Regions from separate parts of the Mus musculus genome. Here regions 1 and 3 are each linked to region 2. The links are chromatin contacts, called in public HiChIP or PLAC-seq and promoter capture Hi-C maps. All regions are on one chromosome and are shown on one strand. Each heading gives the region's core, a stretch centred on a gene start, on an enhancer-like site or on the middle of the called end of the contact. The rest is flanking DNA. Distances are from core to core; before and after follow the strand shown. Region 1 holds the start of Ehd3 (EH-domain containing 3). Region 2 holds the start of Alk (anaplastic lymphoma kinase). Region 3 holds the start of Trmt61b (tRNA methyltransferase 61B).

Region 1 (3,895 bases), core at 29-2,528, 1.2 Mb after region 2:
TTAGGAGAGAGGAAAGGCTTGCCACCTCACTGGTTAGAATCCTTCTAGAACTGTCATTGACTTTGTTCCTTGTTGCTGCCCCACCCTTTGCCACATCTGGCCAATGTCTCATCACTGTTCTTGGCATTGCTGGCAATGGCACGATCTTCCTCAGAGGGGCGCTACAATGTTGCTTCCTGAGATCTCAGCAACCCCTGTGCTTGGTGAGCATTTTGTTACATAGCAATTATTGGTAATGATATTCTTATGGGTTTCCCATTTCTTGTTTGGCTCCTATCTTGGTGTGCACATTCTTCCATGCCTGTTCCCATCATACATTTCACGATCTACCATTTTGGATGTAGCTCTGCCAAAATCTTTACACTGCTCTGGATTGTTTTTAAGAAGGCTTTTTATGTGACCTCAAATGCCTTCCAGTCTTCTCTCAGCTCATCCTTGAAGAGACATCTCACAGCCATGTTTCCTGTAATGCCTTCAAATTGACCACGAAAAAAGCAAAAGATGGTTCTGCTTGCTTGCTTGCTTTTTTTTTTATTCTTATTTTTATTTAATTTAATTTTTTTTTTTTTTTGAGACAGGGTTTCTCTGTGTAGCCCTGGCTATCCTGGAACTCGCTTTGTAGACCAGGCTGGCCTCAAACTCAGAAATTTGCCTGCCTCTTTTCGTGTCTGTTGTAATTCTACCCTGCTACATCTCCTAAAAGGCTCCTCAAAGACTCAGCTTTGTATGTAGTTGTGTCAAATTAGGTCGCTGCCCCTTAGCACTCCCTGCCTGTGTGTGTTTTGCTGGTTTTACCTACCGTATTGAGTGGGAGAGAGGGGGAGGAGAGAAAGAGGAAAGCCGTTTTTGTTTGTTGTTTGTTTTTCACTTCACCTCAGGCCTGGTGAAAAGATAAGTTACTGATTTTTTGGTTATTTTATGTCACTTGTCAGGGGCACCTTCTTTCCATGCCCCAAGGAAAATACAGTAGAATTTTCCCCAAATGGGTCCCAATATTAGTATCCCCAGGGAACTGACCTCAGTAACCAAAGGAACTGAGTCTCAAAACGGTAGAGTAGGTCAAGGCTGTCTTAGTCTCCGTCCTTGAGAGGGCGCTGCTCCCAAGTCAAATCCCCAGGGCTGGGAAAGAAATGCCTGCGCTTTCCCACAGGACTCTGGCAGCAGCTTTTTGCAGATAGAGTCCGCGCGGCCGCAGAGCGCCTGCCCATAGACATGGCGGCGCCCTCCTTGGCTTCGCGTCGCCCTGACCGTGGAGCTGGCCGGGTTTTGCCAGTTCTCGGGGACTTCCTGCACGTCTGGCATTTAAACGCGCGCCGGGGGCGGCGGGATGCTGCTGCGGATGCGGAGCTGTGTGAGCCGCTGCCTACCCGGCGCAGCCTGGGCTCCGCAGTAGCGGAGCTCGAGCATCCTTTAGTCATCTATCTGGGGAGACCTGGAACTCAGGCTTCGGCTTCCCGGCAGGTTTGTCTTTAATTTCCAAGGTTGCAGTTCTCTTGACACAATCCACAGCATCCTTCTCTCCAACCGGGCTGTGGATGAACCTGGGACTGGACTGAATCCAGCAGCTGGGGCAGCCCGGGCCATGGTGCGTCTGAGCCCCGAGCTCTGGTAAGGCAGTAGTGGCGGCGTTGTTCGAGCTAGGCGGGTGCCACTCCCGGGAGCTTCCTCCCAGCTGTCACAATGTTCAGTTGGCTGGGTAACGATGATCGCCGCAAGAAGGACCCTGAGGTCTTCCAGACGGTGAGCGATGGACTCAAAAAACTCTACAAGACCAAGCTGCTGCCTCTGGAAGAGTATTACCGCTTCCACGAGTTCCACTCGCCCGCCCTGGAAGATGCTGATTTCGACAACAAGCCCATGGTCCTGTTGGTGGGCCAGTACTCTACCGGCAAGACCACCTTCATCAGGTGAGCCTCATCTGGGTGCTGAGCCTTCCGGGTGACGTGGAAAGTCTTCCATTAAGGGCTCTGAAGAAATCCCTGTGGGAGGCCTCAAAAGTTGATCCTACTACCGAGTCCCCCATTGATTCCTATATGATGTCCCTCCTCAGTTCTTAGCCCTGGTCATTTTATTAAGAGTCATCCCTGTTGTCTGATCTGGGCACTGAAACTGAGGCACAGAAGGAACCAGACTCCTAATGAAGGTGGGGATACCGTAACCCTCCTTTTGACTAGAATCTCTTATCTCGTGAAGGGCTTGGGATTATCCCGGGGAGCCTTACCTTTGCAGCCGAGTTGTTCTCATGGTCGCGGGCCTGGGGATGGGGGTGAACTGGAGACCCTGGGGTCATTTATTCTTTTACCGTTTTTCCTTCTCTCTGACAGTGCTTTTAGGGCTGTCTCTTAGAGAAGCAGAATACTTTTAATAAGTTTCTTCTTTGAACTTAATAGTTCAATAATAATAATAATAATAATAATAATAATAATAATAATAATAATAATAAAGCAGCTTACAGAAGTAGAGGAGATACTAAGATGCCTCATCTGGCCCTTGACTTTGCAGGTGAGATAGCAGAGGTGATGGGAGGATACGTGATGGTTTAGAGCTGCACAAGATGGAAGCAGCCCTCGGTGCCTGTGAAAAATGTTAGCTACGTGCCTGTAACTTTAACAGGGAGTCTTCCATTCCGTTGAATGATAGATTTTGGGGGCTGCAAGCATTCAGAGAGAAAGTCAGAAAAATCCAATAGCTCTGAAGAACAGGCCTCTCTCAATCTTTACTGCATACAGACTGCAAAGCCAGGCTGCCCTTTTCAAAGGTTGAGGGGTACACATATTCCAAAGGTTGGAGGCTGCTTATGGCCCTTTGGGCTAAGAGGTCACACTCTTACAGGTGCCGTATCCTCCCAGAGTCAAGGGCACCCATCTGCAGAGGGCTTTAAAGCAGCAGTCCTCATATTTCTGGATTGGCATCATGATCTACAGAGCCACGTGCTTTGCTTGTCAAGGAGAGCAGCAGAGTTGACAACCTGGTGACTCATTTTTCAGTTTCTCGTGTCTCCCGCGCTAAGCTTCTGGGAGCCGTGTGTGTACCATGCTAACCTGTCCTGTCTGAGCAGAGCACCAAATCATTTGTCTTTGTGGAGTGGACAGTCTTGGGCTGTCAACTTGACCTGCAGCTTTGCAAGGTCAAATGATTTCTGAAGTGGGGACCTGGGGGTTGTGGCTTATTAACTCTAATATATTTTAAACATGAGACATAAATCCATTGTGGGTTTTTTTTTCACCTTGTTTTTAAAAATCTAAATCACTTTTCTTTTAAAAAAAAAAAAAAGAAAGCTGTAGCACTCTCTTTAGAAAACTCCACGGATACCCTATGTTTACCTGTAGTGTTGAATGGATTTAACTGGGAACACAGAGGGAGAATCTTGGATTCAAAGTCAACCCTTAATTTTATTAAACACCAATTGGTGCCAAATGTGCTTCAGAGATACCTGGGTTGTGCACACAAGTTCCTTTGTATCGCTGTTCTCCACCCTTTTGGGTTTATGCCTCATGGGAAGTGTGGGCAATCTGCAAACTGTTCTTGGCTTCGCACCGCCTTCCCTGGCCCTCTGATCATCCTTGGTCATGACCCTGAGGACATTAAGCTACTGGACCATCTCCTTCCCGCAGTAAAGGCACTTTGGTAGCTTCTGGACCTGAGCATGTCCAGGGACTAAGCTCTGGGGAGTTCCCAGCAGCCATCTTGCAAAATGGGAGGGAAGAAAAGCAAATGTGTTTTAAGAGCAGGGTCCCCCGAACACTAGAAAGTTTAAGTGCCTCTGTGTGGGATACCCTCTGGATTTTGCCTAAGTCACCACAGGCTGTTACTAGATCCAAGAAAGTGGAAGAGTGAGATGCCCCACATTATCCCTTATCTGAGGGAGGCAGATCCCTCTTCCTTCTTATCCTCC
Region 2 (3,744 bases), core at 1,009-3,508:
TCATTCACAAGTCCTTCCCCTCACGGTCTTCTGAGAGACACACTCATTCAAAACCACCTGGCTTGCCATTCAAAAGACACTACTGCAGAGTTAGAAGTAAATGCTTGCACATACAGCCCCTAATGCGGTGAATTTTGGAAGAAATGGGGGAAGTAAATGAAACAGAAACCTCACTCCAGGAGCCTCCAGCAATGAGAGCCTGCCAGAGCTCTCATCCAGAGCAGCTGCTACACACATGCAAGCTAAGACTCCCAGGGCAAACAAAGGGGGAGGCAGGAAAGGCAACTGTCTTGCTTCTCCCCCCGAAGCAAAGTAACCTCAACAGTTTTCATCCCATTCCCTACAACTCTCCTGCCCCTGTTCCTTAGTTCCTCTGGGACTTTCCTGGGACATCTGAGAACATCGAGAGTCTGAGTGTGTAAACAGTCTGGAGGTGGGAGTCCAATGTGGCAGAATGAATAATTAAGGAAAAGAGAACCTCTGGGTTAGCCAGCACTGGAGAGGAGGGACAGGGACAGGCAGTTGGCTGAGACTCAGTATTAAGGGGAATTCTCTATTCTCTGGGAAATTCGACCACATTCTCCAAATAGGTGGTCGTCTAGAAGAGAAACAAGAGTCAAGAAAAAAAGAGCAATAGTGTGAGGTCCCGTAACTTGGAACTCGGGCGTTATAGGGACGTTTCAGCCATTCTCAGAGCTCAGGAAGGAGGGCATCCAATTATGATCCAGTGGGATCGTGTGTAAGTCAGTGGAAGGCATTCTGCCAACACTGGAAAACTTTTCTCCCAACTTGGTTGCTAGAGAGAGAGAGAGAAGGTTCTATTGGGAAGTTACTATGTTTAAGCACATAAAAAGAAACCACGGGTCTAAGTTCAAGTACGATGAAAAGGGGGCTAGAAGAATAAGAGTTAGTTAGCAGTGTCTACATGTCGTATAACTAAAAATGCAAATCCCAACACACTCTAGTGGGAGCTGCTCACCCGTCCCGAAGATCTGGAAGAGAAGGCGGGGCTGGGAGGCTCGGATCGCACTGGATAGCCTTCCCTCCCTGCCCACTTCCGATGCCTTCTTCTCAGGCATCAGGCGGATCCTCAGCCTCCCTTCGCCGTGGAGAATCCACCAGCTGAACAGCTCGCTGAGGTTGAACTGGAGTATCCCCACAGCCGCTACCTCCTCTGGGGGACCAATACAGCCTTCAAGAATCGTCTCCTCGCCCAGCTCCAGCACCAGCTGTTTGGCACGCCTGAGCTTGCGCACCGAGCCTCCCTTCAGCACCCTGGACAGCGTCGGACCCGCCTCGGGACTAGGAGAACTGGCTCCATCTGCCCAGGAGATTCCAGGCAGTGGCCCCAGCAGCCTGAGCAGAGGCTCACAATCCAGGGCCAGTGATCCCCGCGCCTCCAGCCCGCCAGCCTCGGGCTCCGAGGGGGACCGTGGCTGCGGTAGCAGCAGGTCTCGGGCATAGACGCGGAAGAGCGAGGGTACAACGAAGTCCACTGCCAGACTCTTCCTCTGCAGGCGCGAATAACTGAGCGGCTCCCGGGGCTGCAGAGGAGGCCCTGAGGCTGGGGAACCCGCGCGCTGATCGGTTGCAGCTCCGGAGTACGAGGCTGCTGCCAAAAGCAGTGGAGGCAGCAGCCACAGGAACCCAGCAGCTCCCATCCCGCTGGAGGGCGAGTTTACACTAGTCTCCCTTCCCTTGCTGGTCCAGCCTCGCCCTTCACTCTCCCCCAAACAGGAAAGGGCTCCAAATAGTCCTTGGTCCTGAATGGCTCCTTCCACTAGATCTCAGGGACTGTGTGTACACTATAGAGCGCCCTTGCTTTTCCCAAGCTACAAGGAGGCGAGAAGGGTTCTCAGCAAAACGGAAGACAAAGTCAGGGGGTAGTTCGGAGACAGTGAGACACCCTGGGCTCAACAGCTGGATCCTGCGCCTCTCGCCGTGCTGCGCCCCATTTGTAGAGGCCTTTGCTCAGGGACCAGGGAGGTGGCAATTAGGTACCGTTCAAGGAGCCCTCGGCGACCAGAGCTCTCCTCTTAGCTTCCAATCTTCTGCAACTTTCCAGGCTGTGAACCGTGGCTCCGAGTCGGTCACTGTCTTGCCCACGTCCTCCGCTCCTGTCACCTCCTCTGCGCTCCTTCCCAGGTCTAGGCAAGGACCACCGGAGGGGGCTGCTTTCTAGCGCCCCCTCAAGTGACCTCCGCTGCAGGAAGTCTTCGGATCGATCACCCTGCCCGCTGAACTTCTGGGCGTGAACACGAGCTCTGCGTTGCGGAGAGGAGGCTCCCGCTGCCTCCACGCGCGCAAGTTTGCAGCGTCCTTGCCGTCACCGACGTCTTGGTTCCTCGGAGTTCACTCCCAAGCACCCGGGCGGCCCTGGCCGCTGGCGACTAGTGAAAACATTCCGGGCAGAGGAGCCCGCAATGTAGCCAGCCCCCTCCTCACCTACCAGCAGCGCCCGCGGTTTTGTTGACTGGCCAGGGGGCGAACGGAAAACGTCTTACTGCCCCCCCGAGAACCGCTGGACAGAAGCAGCGGGAGGTGCCAGTTGCCACCGCTGCTGCCGCCCCCAGAGCCGCTGGATCGCATCTGCCTGGGCGCCCGCCACTTGCAGCTGGCAGTGCCGCGAGCGCGCGCCGAAGGGGGGCGGGGCCTCCGCGAGGGGCGGGGCTCTAGAGCGAACTCAGCGCAGCCGCCCAGCCCACGCAGCCGGCCCCGCCCCCTTCCAAGCCCGCCGGCCAATGCCGCTGCGAGATCTGCTCCTATGCAAATCTGCAGAGGCCTCAGTATTCATTGAGAAAAGCACCAAGCCCGCCCCGCCTCCCGCTGCTGGTGCCTGTTCCTTCCTCCAGATTGCCTGCCCTATTTCTCCGCTGTGCGAACAAGAGAGTATTTTGGATAAATGGGAAAACTGGAAGCGATCGTTGCAACCAAACACTCTGTCTAATTATACATTTAACAGATTAAATGTGTCCGACTTCAGAGGAGCAGGTTCCGGAATAAATCTGGAGGCAAAGAAAAACCAGAAGGAGGCAGGGGTAGCGAGGCCCTGCAAGATTCAAGAGCCTTGGAGCCTTGAAAGGGAACCTTCTCCAACACTCCTGTTATTTGAAAGCATTCCTGAGAGCCTGAGTTGTTCTTCTTCGGCTTTAGCCGCAACAAATGCTGTCAGACCTGTCAGCCACTTGGTTTTCTCATAATGGTGTCTGCACAGGTTTCCAGACAGAAACTGGGGATGAAACTCAGAGCCTTCTATAAGACAAGCGAACGCTCTGCCGCTGAGCAACCACCCCACCACGACACTATTTGTTTATTCACTTTTTTTATTTTGGCCTTTTTTGAAATACGACCTCGTTTTTGTAGCCCAGGCTGGGCTTGAACTCACTACACTGCCTAGACTGACTAGGAACTCTTGGAAATCCTGTTCCGGCTTTTCAAGTGCTGGGATTTGGGATTACAAGCATAAACCACCACACATGAGACGGATATTTTTAATTCCAGTTCTGGATCATTTGCTCATGTGAGACTTCCAAGCCCACCCTCCAGTCCTCTTGACTGCTACTTTGCCCTAGCGGTCCATGAGTAGCAGGCCAGAGGCTATGGATATGACTCTGTGGAAGAAGGTTGTGTGGGGCGGTGGCACACACACTCAAGGCCTTCTATTTATTCACTTACTTAAAATGCCAGGTTCTCCCTCCAGTCTCCTTTTCTTTCAGATAATGGCTGTGTGTCACCAGAAGCCCA
Region 3 (4,021 bases), core at 36-2,535, 1.0 Mb before region 2:
ATACAAATATGTATGCGATAATGGATTTCCAGTAACATTCCTTATTAAGTATCATTATTAAAATACTGCCACAGGGCCTGCGAGATGGCTCAGCCAGTAGACACGAAGGCAAGCCTGGTAACCCGAATTTATTCCAGGATCCCAGGTGGCAGAAGAGACTCTGGGAGAGTTACCCTCTGACCTCCACACTGTTTGCAAGTTCTCATTCAGGGCCCACTCCCCAAATATTAAAAACAAAAAAATATGGTATTATTACAATGGTACTACAAAATGTACCCCCAAACAGTTCAACATCCTAAGATCAATACCCATACGCTTCAGAGCTGTGGGGAACAAACAGGTACGTCTCTGTTTAGCGAGTCCATACCATTCTGCTAGTAAACTGGCATAATCTTCATTTTAGATAAGGGAGTGGCAAATATCAAATGTAAATTCTGTTTCCTTCTAAAATTATCAGTACCTGAACATGTTTAAAAATCCAACATGCTGAAAAACTCCAAAGGTCGGTGATGAGAACATTCATCGGACTGTGGTAGTGCGCCGTCCGTCCTCGCCCTTCCTGGAACCCACACACACCTAATTCCCATGACAATACTTTTGGGATAGGTTCCGGCGTTCCCTCTTCCATCAATATACAGAGTCCTCCAAAGGTGGCCTCCGCAGAGAACTCTTACCGGGAAAACATGTCAGGATCTGGCCAGGATACTTGTCCTCGATCTCCCTGAACGCAATCGCTCCCCAGTTACTATTAAAGTGTCCGACGTTGCAGAGTAGGACTAATTTCTTTAATTGTGATTCTCTCTTTCCCGCCAGAGCTTTAATAAGCATCCCCGACTGAAAAGAGTCCTCTGGAAAGGGACCAGGAGGAGGCAGCGCGAAGCTCTCCGGGCTCGGTAGCCACTCGTGTCCAGCACGCGATCCTCGGAGTCATATCCTGTAGGGTCTCAGTGGCCCTGCTCTCCGCTCTGGTCCTCCGGATCTCGAGGGGGTAACTCCTCCCTCGAAGTTCCCAGCCCGAGCCTTTCCACATACTAGAGACAACCGGGTCCCGACGATCCGGACGCGGGCAGCACGGGAAGGGAACGACCGGTGCACGCGCTCTCCAACTCGCGTGTCCCCAGGCAAGGACCCGCAACCCCGGGAAATGAGCTCGCTCACGAGGCACCGACCCAAAGTCAAGCAGGAATGAATCGGCTCTGAGCTCTGATCGCCTCTCGGGCGCCTCAACCTCACAAGGAAGAACCACGTCGTCCTTAGAGAGCCTGACGTCCGGAGCAGGTGCTGTCGCACACGTGTGACGTAGCCACCGCCGTGCCCTTTGCCCGGTTTTGGGGTAGTGCAGGCTGTGGGCTCCCCCGCGTCGCCGACAGAGTGCGTCACCGCCTTGGCGTCCAGCACATGCGGTGGCCCGAGCTTAGGGCTCGTTGGCCTCCGGGCTAAAATCCTGGCTTTCCGCGAGTGGCAAAAGCACAGAGTTTACTTACTGCTCACCAATCTCCGCTAGCCGCCCAGGGACAGGAAGACCCGGGAAGACTAGACGTGGAACCTGGACAGTCTTAACCAGGTTTAAGTCACTAGTGGTGGTGGACAGGACCGTCACCCATCATCCCCAAGAGTCCAAAGTCATCTAGCCCAGAAAAATCGTTGGTCAGGCGTCATAGGACGCACTGCTTGCTGACCCGCACACCTTGCTCATAACTGGGAGGTCTATTTCGAATGGCTAGGGACTCTCTGGTCAGCCTCAGCCCGAGGTCTAGAGTGTTCACAAAGGTAGAGTAAGGTGGCAGTAGCCACCGGGGGTATAGCTCAGTGGTAGAGCATTTGACTGCAGATCAAGAGGTCCCTGGTTCAAATCCAGGTGCCCCCTTCCTATAATTTTGGTGGCACATTCCAGCACTTGGGAGGCAGAACCAACCTAATTTACATAGTGGGTTACAGGATAGCCAGAGACTATCCGATGGCTAAGCTACAAAATAAACAGGAAAAAAAAAAAAAAAAAAATCAACACAACTGTTTTAACCACCCCGCCTACCCAAATAAACACTTCTTTTCCTGTGCGCCACCACTGCCCAGCAATAAACACTTCCTAAAATTGAAGTTAGCCGGGTGTGGTGGCGCATGCCTTTAATCCCAGCACTCGGGAGGCAGAGGCAGGCGAATTTCTGAATTCGAAGCCAGCCTGGTCTACAGAGTGAGCTTCAGGTAGCCAGGGCTACACAGAGAAACCCTGTCTCAAAAAACAAATAAAATTTGTACAACAGCACATCTGTCTCAAAAAACCAAAAACAAACAAACAAAAAAACTGAAGTTACCTTTTGCACTCAAAGTTAAATATCATTAGCCTGCCTATAAGTTTATTGAGAATCAGACAGTACCATGCACATATATTGAAAATTTGCAATTCAGTTAGAAATCAGTATTTATGACCTACTATACAAAGAAGATTAAACGACGTCAGCAAGTCCCCTGACAAGGTAGCTGAGAAATGGGATGGTGGGATTTCTAACTAGGTTGACCACGTTCAGCAGCTCTTGTTGATGGTACCATACACCTTTCTAAAGACTAAGGAATGGTGGGGTGATAGCTGGGTGTGTAAAAAGTGCTTGCTTTGCAAGAACTGGGATCTGAGTTTGATTTCCAGAACTCATGTTTAAAAGGGGGACAGCAAGATGGCTCAGCAGATAAAGGTACGTGCCAAAGAGATTGATGACTAGATATCTATGGTAGGATTCCAGTGGAAAAGCAGACTTTCCTCTGATACCCACACATATTTTGTTGCATTCATTTCCCTCCCTCCACTATTTCTTTTAAGTCAGGGCATGATGGCGCATATTTACATACACAACTCTGATCCCAGGGAAGCAGAAACAGGCAGATCTCCCAGCACAGCCTCCATTTCAGGAGACTTTCTATTTTCCATTACTAACACTGTGGCGGGATTGTTTGGCCACAGTGTCTGTCTCCTAGGCTTCATTATGCTTTGGGGTTCGGAGAATAGATCTCTCTTATCCCAGATTGTATCCCTGAAATCCTAGCATGAGCCCTGAAGGAACGGATAAAGGAAAGACGCAAAACAAAGCCATAGTACTTTTTCCCTTGCTGGCAAAGTACATTTGCTTGTGATGCCGCTTAAAATATGAAAACAGATCAATGCTCAGAGACAGGGAGAACAGAGCTCACAAAGTCACTTAACTACTGAGTTACCGTATCAGTTCCTCTGCTCAGAGATCAGAGAAGAGGATCCCAAAATGGACACAGTCTATGTAAGTGTCACTTTTTAGACAATATCTCCTTTCTGCAATTTTGTTTTTGTTTTTGTTTTTGTTTTTGTTTTTTTTTTTTGAGACAGAGTTCTCTGTGTAGTCCTGGCTGTCGTAGAACTCATTCTATAGACCAGGCTGGCCTAGAACTTAGAGATCTGACTGCTTCTGCCTCCTAAAGGCTGAGCCTAAGGGCATGAACTGCCACTGCCTCCACTTCCCCCCCAACACACACACACACACACACACACACACACACACCAATTTTTCAAATTTATTTCTTTCTTTCTTTCTTTCTTTCTTTCTTTTTTTTTTTTTTTTTTTTTTTTTTGGTTTTTCAAGACAGGGTTTCTCTGTATATCCCTGGCTGACCTGGAACTAACTCTGTAGACCAGGCTGGCCTTGAACTCAGAAATCCACCTGCCTCTGCCTCCCAAGTGCTGGGATTAAAGGCATGTGCCACCACCGCCCGGCGATTTTTCAAATTTCTATAATCCATTATTATCCCAACAAGGAAGAAAAGTGGCTTTCACCTATATCTGTGCTGGGGAGAATGTGGAGAGCAGTGAGCTTCGGGAAGTCAAAGAGGCAGAAAGATTCAGATTGGGTGCCATTTGTGGAGAGACACTACCCTGCGTGACCTCGTTCACAGAGAAGTTCTCAGAGCAGAGGATCGCCACAACTGGACTTAGAGCTGGATAAGTCCTTTAAAGATGCCATATATGTAGCTTTTTATCTCCATGCTTATTTTTAGTTTTCTT

The links. Promoter capture Hi-C pulls out the DNA fragments that hold promoters and counts their contacts. HiChIP or PLAC-seq counts read pairs in DNA pulled down with a chosen protein or histone mark.
Region 1: a contact with region 2 is called in a promoter capture Hi-C map of embryonic stem cells, with 2.8 times the contacts expected there. The contact joins the promoter of Ehd3 here to the promoter of Alk in region 2.
Region 3: a contact with region 2 is called in an H3K4me3 HiChIP or PLAC-seq map of pro-B cells, with 8 times the contacts expected there. The contact joins the promoter of Trmt61b here to the promoter of Alk in region 2. A contact is called at or near these places in 2 of 484 Hi-C or Micro-C datasets (the G1E-ER4 cell line and LSK cells), 6 of 115 datasets of contacts at active chromatin or transcription factors (embryonic forebrain, embryonic hindbrain, embryonic limb bud and 3 more) and 1 of 9 other capture datasets (embryonic stem cells).

What each region holds. Positions count from the first base shown.
Region 1 is chr17:73,803,563-73,807,457 of GRCm38.p6, forward strand. It overlaps Ehd3 (EH-domain containing 3), which reads left to right and starts at 1,279. Exons shown (of 6, transcript NM_020578.3): 1 at 1,279-1,907. The coding sequence starts at 1,681.
Region 2 is chr17:72,602,049-72,605,792 of GRCm38.p6, forward strand. It overlaps Alk (anaplastic lymphoma kinase), which reads right to left and starts at 2,259. Exons shown (of 29, transcript NM_007439.2): 1 at 980-2,259. The coding sequence starts at 1,661.
Region 3 is chr17:71,597,476-71,601,496 of GRCm38.p6, forward strand. It overlaps Trmt61b (tRNA methyltransferase 61B), which reads right to left and starts at 1,286. Exons shown (of 6, transcript NR_027952.1): 1 at 461-1,286. It overlaps n-TCgca52 (a tRNA gene), which reads left to right and starts at 1,796; the gene lies at 1,796-1,867.